Linked DNA regions of Mus musculus: region 1 is linked to region 2. The links are chromatin contacts, called in public Hi-C maps. All regions are on one chromosome and are shown on one strand. Each heading gives the region's core, a stretch centred on a gene start, on an enhancer-like site or on the middle of the called end of the contact. The rest is flanking DNA. Distances are from core to core; before and after follow the strand shown. Region 1 has its middle 14 kb from the start of Gm29686. Region 2 has its middle 67 kb from the start of Gm29686.

Region 1 (5,126 bases), core at 2,542-5,041, 79 kb before region 2:
TGAAGCTAGAGATATATTACAGAAGGTATTATAACTCAAGTGTTTTGAAAAGGAACATTCATAGCAGAAATGCAAAGATTAAAAAACTAATTAAAAGGACAGATATTATAATGGATGGTCAGTAATTTTGTTGCTGAAAAATTCTGTTTCCATAAGTTGGATCATCACTCATTTGGTATTTGACTGAAATTATATTATCTGTAATTTTAGGTATGAACCAGACTTAATAGTGGTTTCTTTTATACAAATACTTAAAATTATATTTTCCAGCTCTATAGTTCTTTTATTATTTTTCCAGTTCAAGAAACCAAAATAAAGGCTTAATGCATGCTAAGCAAATAGCCTACCACCATTTACAATTCTATAACTATATTCCAAACAGTATAGTGGGCAGGATTTAATATGTAAAAGTGTAGAAATACCACAGTTACTATCTAGAAATACCACAGTTAGTTATCTCCTTAGTAGTTTTTAGTAAGAGTAGAGAAATATGTTCTATTATGTTTAGAATCTTGAATAGAAAGATAATTGCTATAACCTGGTATTTTGACTATTCGTCAGAAATTCAGACTATGGGTGCAAAGTTTGCACTGCGAATTTACTCTGGTGAACGGCCTTGATAAGACTTTTTAAAAACCCGACTTTAATATATGGCATTCACAGTAGCAATGTGTGCATTATGCACCGACGTGTATGTAGCATGGTTGTGCATTTATAGATGGAGATTTGTAGGTGAGACCTCTTTTTTCAAAGCTTTGATACTCTTAAAGAAGAAGGTTATAAGTGAAGTGAAAAAATGCAGGTCTCTGCCTTCAAGTATTCTTACATAAAGGTGGTTTTCAGTAATAATTAATATCAAAGATAAGAGAATATTCTTGATTTGTGCATTAATAATTCTTTTGAGTTTAACTGCTCTGCGATGTTCAGAGTCAGTGTAAAGGTTGGACCTACTCAGAGAAACAGTTGCAAGCTATAGCGTTGCCATAGGAACTATAGTCTACATTCATTAAATTAATGTCTCTAAGAAAAAGGAAGTTTTATAACTTATTAGTGAAGTATAAAAACGTGTCATCTATATTCTCTCACCAAGTGTGAGGTTGGTTTAGATCCTTCTCTTCTATTTAACCCCACATATTTTTAGCCATGCTTCTGTTTGAATCATTTAGGCATTTTCCATCACCATTTCCAGTGAAGACTATATATTTTTTTTCATTGAAGCAATAATTCAAAAAGAAACAGGCAGAAAGACAAACACAGCATATAATATGATATACTCATTAATTATCTTTTTCCATCTTTTACATTAATGCTTATGAAACAATCTGTGAAAAATTGCACTTGTATTATTTCTTCTGCAGCTGCTTTTATATTTTCTTAAAAAAAAAAAACTACCAAAATATCCTGCCCACCTCATTCCTCTCCACACAAACACAAATAATCTGTTCACTGCCTTGAAATCCATCTCATTTATTACCGTCTACCACAAGGCCGTATATAGCCAAGTTTATTTAAGGTTTACTCACTGTTGCGTGTCAGACTCACTTCTACTATAACTGTATTTTTGGATAAACTACTCTGTGATTATGCCACATTTATATCACTCTTTTTATTCATGTGTCATCCACTGTCCTTTCTCCTTCATTTCCAACTTCATACATTTTACTTTCAAATATTTATGGAACACTTTTACATGCCAGGCAATATACTGTAGGCACTGAACTACAGCACTTTATACATGTGGTGTGTGTGTGTGTGTGTGTGTGTGTGTGTGTGTGTGTGTGTGTGTGTGTGTGTGAACATGCAGATGCATGCAAGTGTGCTTGGACATATGCATCTGGATACCTGAATACTGGGGTCAACCTGAGTGTTGCTCTTCTGAAGTTGCCTATGATTTTTGTTCGGATGATTTTTGTTTTGTTTTGGTGATAGTGTCTCACACTAAGACTGGTGTACACATATTAGGCTAGGCTGACTCTTTAGTCAGCATCAAGGATTCTCTTGACTGTGCCTTCCCAGTGCCTCAGGGATTACAAAGTACAGTACCACACCCAGCCTTTCATGTGGGTGCTGGACTCATATGTGCAAGGCAAGCACTTTAATAATTGATCTATCTTCCTAGTTTCAATATAGTCCTTAATAGATAGTTACAATATTGTGATATAATTGATTACTGCTCTCAATCAAAGATAAAATGACAAGGAAGAGGAGAGACTGCCTCTCTTGTCTTAGGTATTCAAAATACCATTCTTTGGACTTGGGGTGTAATTTAATAGAAAAATTTGTGCACATATGTACAAAGGTATGGTCATGACTTTCATATTCAGCATGCTACTCTGCACTTCCCAAAATAAGAATTTCTTGAAAACATAATTAGCTTTGTGTTTCTACAATGAAATACTAAAGGCAGTTAACATATAGAAAGAAGGATATTTCTTTAGCTCGTTGTTAGAAGTTTAAGTTTCTGAGTTTTATATAGGCTCGGTTCTAGAGAAGCAATCTTTTTCAGCTTTATCACAGTGTAGCAGAAGCCAGGTGAAAAAGAGCTTATATATTTTAGGAACACCTACTAGAAAGTGAGAGGTGTAGGAAGGTGGAAGGGGCACGCCAAGCTGTCAATCACAGTGGAGCTGGGGAACATTTTCACTTTCATCCCGATCATCTCATGGCCCTGATGCTGTTTGCCCAATATATGACGGTAAAGCCAGAAAAGAAATATTTATTTGGTTTAAGGAAAGATTCTCAAGCATGGTTTTGGGAACTCAGAGGTTTGTAAATGAATCATTTTGAAAAGCTAGACAATTAAAGTTTTAAGAGAAGAATAAATAAGCTGTTGGAAAAGGCTAATCTTGAAAGTGGAGCTGATTGAAAGCCAATATTCATCTATGGATAGTGCCCCCAGAAGACTGCCCTATGTACAGATGACTGAGTGTATAATGCCTAATAATCACACTGACTTCTGGGAACAGAAGAGGCTCATTGATATCAGGAGAGTCAGTCAGGCTGGCTAGTGTAGCAGTAAATTCAGGATGAATCACACCACATGTTGGAGCTTCCTGTGGATAGCAGGACCCTGGACAGGAAGTCCTGAAGGCAGTTATTGCTAAGGAACACACATGTTGGTACTGAATATAGAAAACCTCATTGTGAGATAGAAAGGCATCAGAATTTTGTAAATATACAAGGAAACAAAATCTAACAGTTTGAATTAACATAGGATATGAGAAATCTGTATCAATAGAAGTGTGTAAATTCAGGCTTTAGACACACTAAGTATATTCTTGGGTTGTGAAAACTCTTTTATCCCTAGTGAAAGTATGCTTTCAGATACACTGCACTCATTTACCTACTGGTATTACTTCAAAACCAATTCACTCAGATTTTAGAAACATTTTAGGTCAATGTCTTGGAATGATACCACTCTGAACAAAGAAGGAATATTAAGTAGAAAGTATTATCTAAGAAACACAAAGTACCACACACTCCCACTTGTATTGAATTAGAGTGGTGGGCCATGCATTAGGGCAAGCTTCCTGGGAGGATCTCAAATCTCTATATTAAGCTTGTGACTCTCCTGGGAAGTGACTGAGGGAAGACAAGAGTCTGTACTCTGTTGACATTGGCTTGTGAGCATCATGGTAGGTGTTGACTTTGTGGATTCAATAACATACAAGAGCAGGAACTGAGTAAACCTTAAATCAGTTCTCCCCAAGTTCCATTGTGGTAAATTCTGCTGATGCTTTCCAAATAAGAATCTTGCAGGGACATGAGAAACTCCCACAGTTGGTTCTTAGGAATCCGCTCCCTGACTCAAGAGTTCCAGACTGTTAAGCAATAGGCAGAAGTCTATGAGTGGTAGTTATGACTCGTGTGAGCCATCGGAGGGAGAAACTTCCTCTAGTCCAGACTTCTCTGACTCTTTAAAGTTGCTTCTTATTATTAAGTTTGTAAAGACAAATTATTAAATGAATACATGATTAACATAAAGCATTTTTCAGTGTATGGATTAAGAATAAAACGTAAGAAGTATTCATCTACAATCAAATTAACTTTTCCCACTTCACATAACTGAAAATGTAAATTGAAGTGTGATTTTTAAGAGAAAAACATCATTTGACATAGCATAAGATCTGCTATCTGAGGAAGAAATTGTTCCCTTACACATGATATTCTTTTGTTAGAAGATTTATTTGTTTTCATTTTGTGTGTATAAATGGATGTATACCATACATGCCAGGTGGCCACTGAGGGCAGAAGAGGCCATTCCTGGGGTAATAGAGTTGCTGACAGCTATGAGCTGCCAGTGAGTACTGGGAATTGAACTCAGGACCTCTTCAAGAATAACAAACACTCTTAACCTCTCAGTTAATAAAAAGAACTTCTCTTTTTTGTGATGATGATAATACAGTTACCTCATTCCTCTTTCTTTCCTCCTTCCAAACCCACCAATTTATGGCACCTTTTCTTTCTTTTAAATTTATGATGTCTTTTTCCTTGTTTATACACACACACACACACACACACACACACACACACACACACACACACTCAAATCTGAATATATAAATACAACCTTCTTACTCTGTATGTTACTCATGTATGTTTTTAGGGTTGATGCTCTTCCCTGGGGAAGATTATTTGTCTCACTCTCAGCAACCTCTGGCTCTATGTAGTGCATTCTGTGGCCCTTCTCCCATTCACATTAGCATGTGTATTTGGGCATTCCCTATTCAGAGGGTCATGTTCAGGAAACCATGTTTATAAGATTTAATGGATATAGCTTCTGACATTTCTAGGGACAAAGTCTCTTACCTAACTCTCTGTTCCTCTGCCTCTTACTATCTTTCTGCCCCCTCTTTCATAGTTATCCTTGGACCTTCGGTGCTGGAGTTGTTTCATAGATGTATGCTTTGGGACTGGTCTGTAAAATTCTGCATTTTGACTGGTTGTGGGTTTCCATAATGACCTCTATCTTTTGCGAAGGGGAGGTTTTTGCAATAATGGGTGAAAATTACACTTATCTAAGGGTTTAAGGACAATTATTTATTTGTATTTAGATATTATGGTTTACTAAAATGGAGTGTGTAGGCTCTCCTCCAAAATCTGAGGCTTCTCTAGCCCCACATACT
Region 2 (5,193 bases), core at 377-2,876:
AATGTAAATGAAATCAGGTGGCATCCCTTTTCTGTGGGGCTACATTCAATCACTAAACTGCTTTAAGATTCAAACACACTGTCATTTGGCCATTGTCTATACTGTTGGTATATGGTAAAGCTACACACACACACACACCACCACCACCACACTCTCATGAGGGTGTGTGTGTGCGTGCATCCTGTTATGATCAAATGCTCTGAAAAAAGTAACTTAAGAAGAAAGTGTTTATTTTATCTCACAGTTACAAGCTACAGTCCATTAGAGTAGGGAAGTAAAGGCAGCAGGAACTTTAAAAGCAGCTGGTCATGTTGCATCCTAACTCAGGAAAGAGAACCTGCTGAATGGGCTCAGCATAATTTCTTCCTTTTAATCAGCTTTGGACCGCAGCCTATGGAATGGTATCACCCACAGTGGGTATTCCCATCTTAATTAATCTAAAAAAGGTAACATTTCAGAAGTACATACAATTAATGATTCTAGATTCTGTCAAGTTTACAATCAATATAAGCATCACAAAATATAGATTCCTCTCTTTATATAAATACCTCTTTGTTACCTATTCACTTACTACCTGATAATGAATACTTCTTTCTACTTTGGCGGCATTTCTGACCATTGTTTTATAGAACATGCAGTTTTATGTCTTTGGGGAAATAACCAGAAGTATAGAGACTAAATCATTTGTATCTATATATCTACCACATACAACTTATCCATCATTTCTGCTCTTTGGGTGGCTTTAATGCTCTTTGCATTAAACAGGCCCCCATTTTGACACTAGTCATCAACTGACATTTAGATTCCAAGATGATAGGAAAACATGCGACTTGTGGATTGATCCAAGAAAATCAGATTGGCTAAATTTTCCTTTTAAAGGCAAGAGTAGTGATGTCTAAACTTGCTGTGGTGGTTTGAAAAACTATGGCTTCCACAGGCTCATATTTGAATGCTTACTAGCTGGGAGTAGAACTCTTTGGTAGGGGCAGGCTTTAAGGCTACAAAAACTCGTGACTGGCGCTGTCTGTCTGTGTGTGTTTCTGTCTGTCCCTCCCTCCCTCCCTCCCTCCCTCCCTCCCTCCCTCCCTCCCTCCCTCCCTCCCTCCCTCCCTCCTTCCCTCTTTCAGCCTGCAGATCAGGATATAGCTCTTAATAACTTTCCCAATGCCATGTGTGATACCATGTTCCTTGCCATGATGAAAATGAACCAAGCCTCTTAAATTGTAAGCTAGTCCCTGTTAAATGCTTTCCTTTAAGAGGAGAGGCCCATTGGACTTGCAAACTTTATATGCTCCAGTACAGGGGAATGCCAGGGCCAAAAAGGAGGAGGGGGTGGGTAGGGGAGTGGGGGGGTGGGTATGGGGGACTTTTGGGATAGCATTGGAAATGTAAACGAGGAAAATACCTAATAAAAAATTTTTAAAAATTAAAAAAAAAAGGAGTTGCCTTGGTCAGCAATAGAACAATGACTAAGACAGGGGCTAAGCTCTACTATTTTTTTAAGTTTAAAACTAAGTTGCAAGTGTTTGTCCTACTTTAGATCCCCACTGGCCGCATATAGCATCCCATTTTGCCTACTTCCTTTCTACGACGTGCACCATTCCAATGTGTTGTTATCTCCTTCTGGTTTTGATTTTATTTCCCTAATGACTGATGGTGTTGAGCAACTTTTCATGTGCTTATCTGTCATCCCTTCTGCATTTTGCTGAAAGGGCTCTTTCCCTATTCCTTTTAAGGAAGCTCAGTTTTTATTGCTGAGTTCTGGATGCAATTGTTTTATGAGATATGTGGTTTACCAATAGATTCTACCAGTCCTTGGTTTGCGGTTTTCTCTTCTAATTCAGATTTCAAAAATAAAATCTAAGTGTTCCACATGTTGATGAAGTCACACTTTTTTCTTTTCATTTTATGGGTTGAGCAGCTTCTGGTAATATGCTTAATAAACTGCCTGAAATCAGAAAGATTTTCTTTTGTATTTTGGTTTAGACCGTTTGTAACCTTAGGCCTCACATTTAGATCTTTGAAAAACTAGAGTTAATTTTTGGGTATCAGTTATTAGAAATGAGGATTAAACTGATGGTGATGTTTTGGTATGTGGATATCAGCTTCTAGTATCATTGGAAGAAAATAATTTCCCATCAGCTTGCCTTTGGGACTGTCTGCCGCAGGTTAGTGGTCCATACATATGTGCATGTTCTTGATTCCAGTGCCCAACTCTGTGTACTTTTAAGTTAGTGACATTGTGTCTAGATTATTGTAGTGTTTACGTAAGTGGAGGCAATTTTGCTACTTTCTAATTCAATTCCATTATAATCATAGAGAGTATTTGTGCATCTGGAGACAATTTACTTTTGCTGAAATGTTACGGCCATGTTGCTGTCAGTTTTGTATTATAAAATACTGAAATTACTTCTTTATTATACTCTCCTGGCACCTCCAAATACAGGGAAATTAAAATTTTTTCTATTGTTTTCATTAATTTGTAAACAGTAGATTTACAGTCTATGCACATTCTTATTTCTGATGTATTAAAAACACATTGATGTCATGTGACATATTTTCTAAAAGCTTATTCAACATTATAATATAAGTTATCTAATTTTTTTCTCATTTCTTAAATGATGACTGCCAGCTTTCTCTTTTGGAAGGTGTTTTCTGCATTTCATGGTTCTTTCCAGTGCTTCTTGATCTTTCAGAAACATAATTAATATGTGTATAACCCAGTTAATAATCTCTTCTGTTCTATAGCAGATAGCTATATGTGGAAATTTAATTAGAATTTCAGTGCAGGTGATTGAATGCCTGGCTCCACCCATGCTAGGCAAATATTTAACCACTTCAGATTTTTTGAACTTTAAAAGAAAATAAAATCTCAAGATAGAATCTTGCTAGTTTGCCCAGGCTGACCTTGACCTTTCAATCTTACTGTGTCTTAAGCAGTTTGGGTTTTACAGGCCTGCACCTTCAGGCCTAGGTTTTATATGGAAAATGTAACAAGGCTTTATTGTTTTATTTGTTTTAATTTTTTTTCTTCACAGATCTCTTGCTGTGCTGTCTCCAAACCTTACCAAGTTCAGTATCATTTTATTTCTTCCTGCAGAGGACATTAAAGAACTACCTTTTTGGATGTCTAGTGGTTTCCTTCTTTCAGAGCAGGATTATATTTCAAGGAAGATAAATTTATAGTTCCCTCTTTGTCTGAATTAGTTGTAATATCAGGAGTCTGACCTCCTAAGAAATTCACAAATCCAAAATAGCGCTGACCTAAAGGAGATCTTTAAAGGAAAAAAAAAATCTGTAAACACGGGGAGAGGTTTGAAAAAAGAAAAATAAAGGCCAACCATGTCCAGGTCTTCTTTTATATACCTGGTCCATGGTATTTAAAATAAAGTTATAGTATGAATCTAAGATAAGCCCATTATATGTGCATCAGATGTAAAACTCATCTTTTCTAGCTCATAGCTATGAATCCTTTCTTCAATTCTAGTAAAACCACCTCTAACCATCTGTGCATGACTGCCAGTCCTGATGGTGTGTGTGAATATATATTACTTATAAAATCACAGATGAAATCTTGAGTTTAACACTGCATTCACCTTCAGAGGGAGAGTGACTCATGCTTTGATTCCATCACTAAAAGCCAGAGACTTGCTGGAGGCACTGTGACCTGAGAAGAAAAAAAAATTTTTTTTCCAAAAAGACTCATAGGTTATATATGTTTCTACTTTTCTAGTGTTTTCATTTCATGCATTAGACATATTTTCCTATGGAGTTTGAACTTTGCAATCACCAAAACATTTTAATATATGGCATCATCTTGGTGTTGTTTATATCAAGGTTAATGAAGAGAGATAATCAGTTCTTTCAGTTGTCTCTTCTTAATCTTGTGAGCAGAAAAATCTTTTGGCCATGTGTAGTGTGTGTGTGTGTATGTGTGTGTAAACATACTACATACATACATACATACATACACATTTCTCTCTATATGGAGACATATAGACACATGGATATATATGTATGTATGGTTATACATATTCATATCCATATTTATACATATTCATACATACTTTGGTCTCATAAAACTAAAATTACAAGACAATATTTGGTCATGTTTCTATAGCTTTAGAGACTTACACAAATGACAAAGCTTCATTAGTATGAAAAAATTCAGTAATTTAAGTATTAATATTTCAGTTTCTATATTTTTACAGAGACTACACAGATACTCTTATTTACTAAAGTACTTAATTCTAGATAGGCCTACTCAATTCATAAAATCTATAACATTTTTATTTCCTTTCTCTCTGATAATATATTTAGTTCTTAGCAAAACTATTTCCCTCCTTCCCTTACCCACCCCAGATGAAATCTCACAAAATCCTAAGCTAACTGCAAACACTGTAGCTCCCTGTGACTTCTATCACCTGAATGCTGGGGTGCATAGTATCTAACTTTTGAATATATCTCAGACATGACTGTCTCATTATCTAGTTTCAATCATTATCAATACGTTCTAGCTGATCTATCTGCTTGTTTGTTTGTTTGTTTTTACATCAACAGACTATACTTTACATACAAATCAATCATTTCAAAGCACGTGATAAAGGTCTTTTTTTGTGCTCACTCCATTGGGTTTTCTGTGACTCAGATTATAGACATCATCATGTCAATGGTCTGAAAGAGCTTGTGTGATGAATTCTTATTCATTACTTATTTATTATTATATTTTCTTCTCAGGTAACAGTGCCCCAGCAAGTCTCTGGCTTTTAGTGATGAAATCAAAGCGTGAGTCACTCCCCCTTTGAAGGTGAATGAATGCGGTATTAAACTCAAGATTTTATCTGTGTTTTTATAAGTAATTATAACATTCAAGAAAGTAAAAATAACTAAATTGTTTATTATTCATATCTTTCTCATTGCTTACTTCATTACAACTATACAGACTTCTTTGTTATTAAAAAAATTCAGGCATGGCCTTGCTGAAGAATTTGGCATGGGCTGTTTCCCTTACATCCTTGTGGTTTTGCTCAGGGACACATATGGTTGGAGCCTGTTCTTCATGCTGGCTGTTCTGTGCCACAGGCTGATGTTTCTAAGCCTTTGTTTCCCTAGGACCTCTCCCTCATCCTCCTTCCTGTGACTTCTCTGTGCAGCATCTGTCACCACGTGACTGACACTCTTTCCTCCTTTTTG

The links. A called contact is a pair of places that touch in the nucleus more often than the background predicts.
Region 1: a contact with region 2 is called in a Hi-C map of bone marrow-derived macrophages, with 44 read pairs. The contact joins two enhancer-like sites. A contact is called at or near these places in 1 of 15 datasets of contacts at CTCF or cohesin (pro-B cells), 5 of 484 Hi-C or Micro-C datasets (Th1 cells, adipose-derived mesenchymal stem cells, bone marrow-derived macrophages and 2 more) and 1 of 115 datasets of contacts at active chromatin or transcription factors (embryonic stem cells).

The regions. Positions count from the first base shown.
Region 1 is chr16:51,998,911-52,004,036 of GRCm38.p6, reverse strand. No RefSeq gene overlaps it. Among named protein-coding and RNA genes, the nearest start is that of Gm29686, 14 kb to the right of the region's middle. Within about 2 kb of position 3,791, at least 39 of the 459 cell types and tissues checked have an H3K27ac peak or open chromatin away from gene starts, as enhancers often do. A contact at or near this core is called in adipose-derived mesenchymal stem cells and bone marrow-derived macrophages, where this site is marked.
Region 2 is chr16:51,917,709-51,922,901 of GRCm38.p6, reverse strand. No RefSeq gene overlaps it. Among named protein-coding and RNA genes, the nearest start is that of Gm29686, 67 kb to the left of the region's middle. Within about 2 kb of position 1,626, at least 9 of the 459 cell types and tissues checked have an H3K27ac peak or open chromatin away from gene starts, as enhancers often do. A contact at or near this core is called in adipose-derived mesenchymal stem cells and bone marrow-derived macrophages, where this site is marked.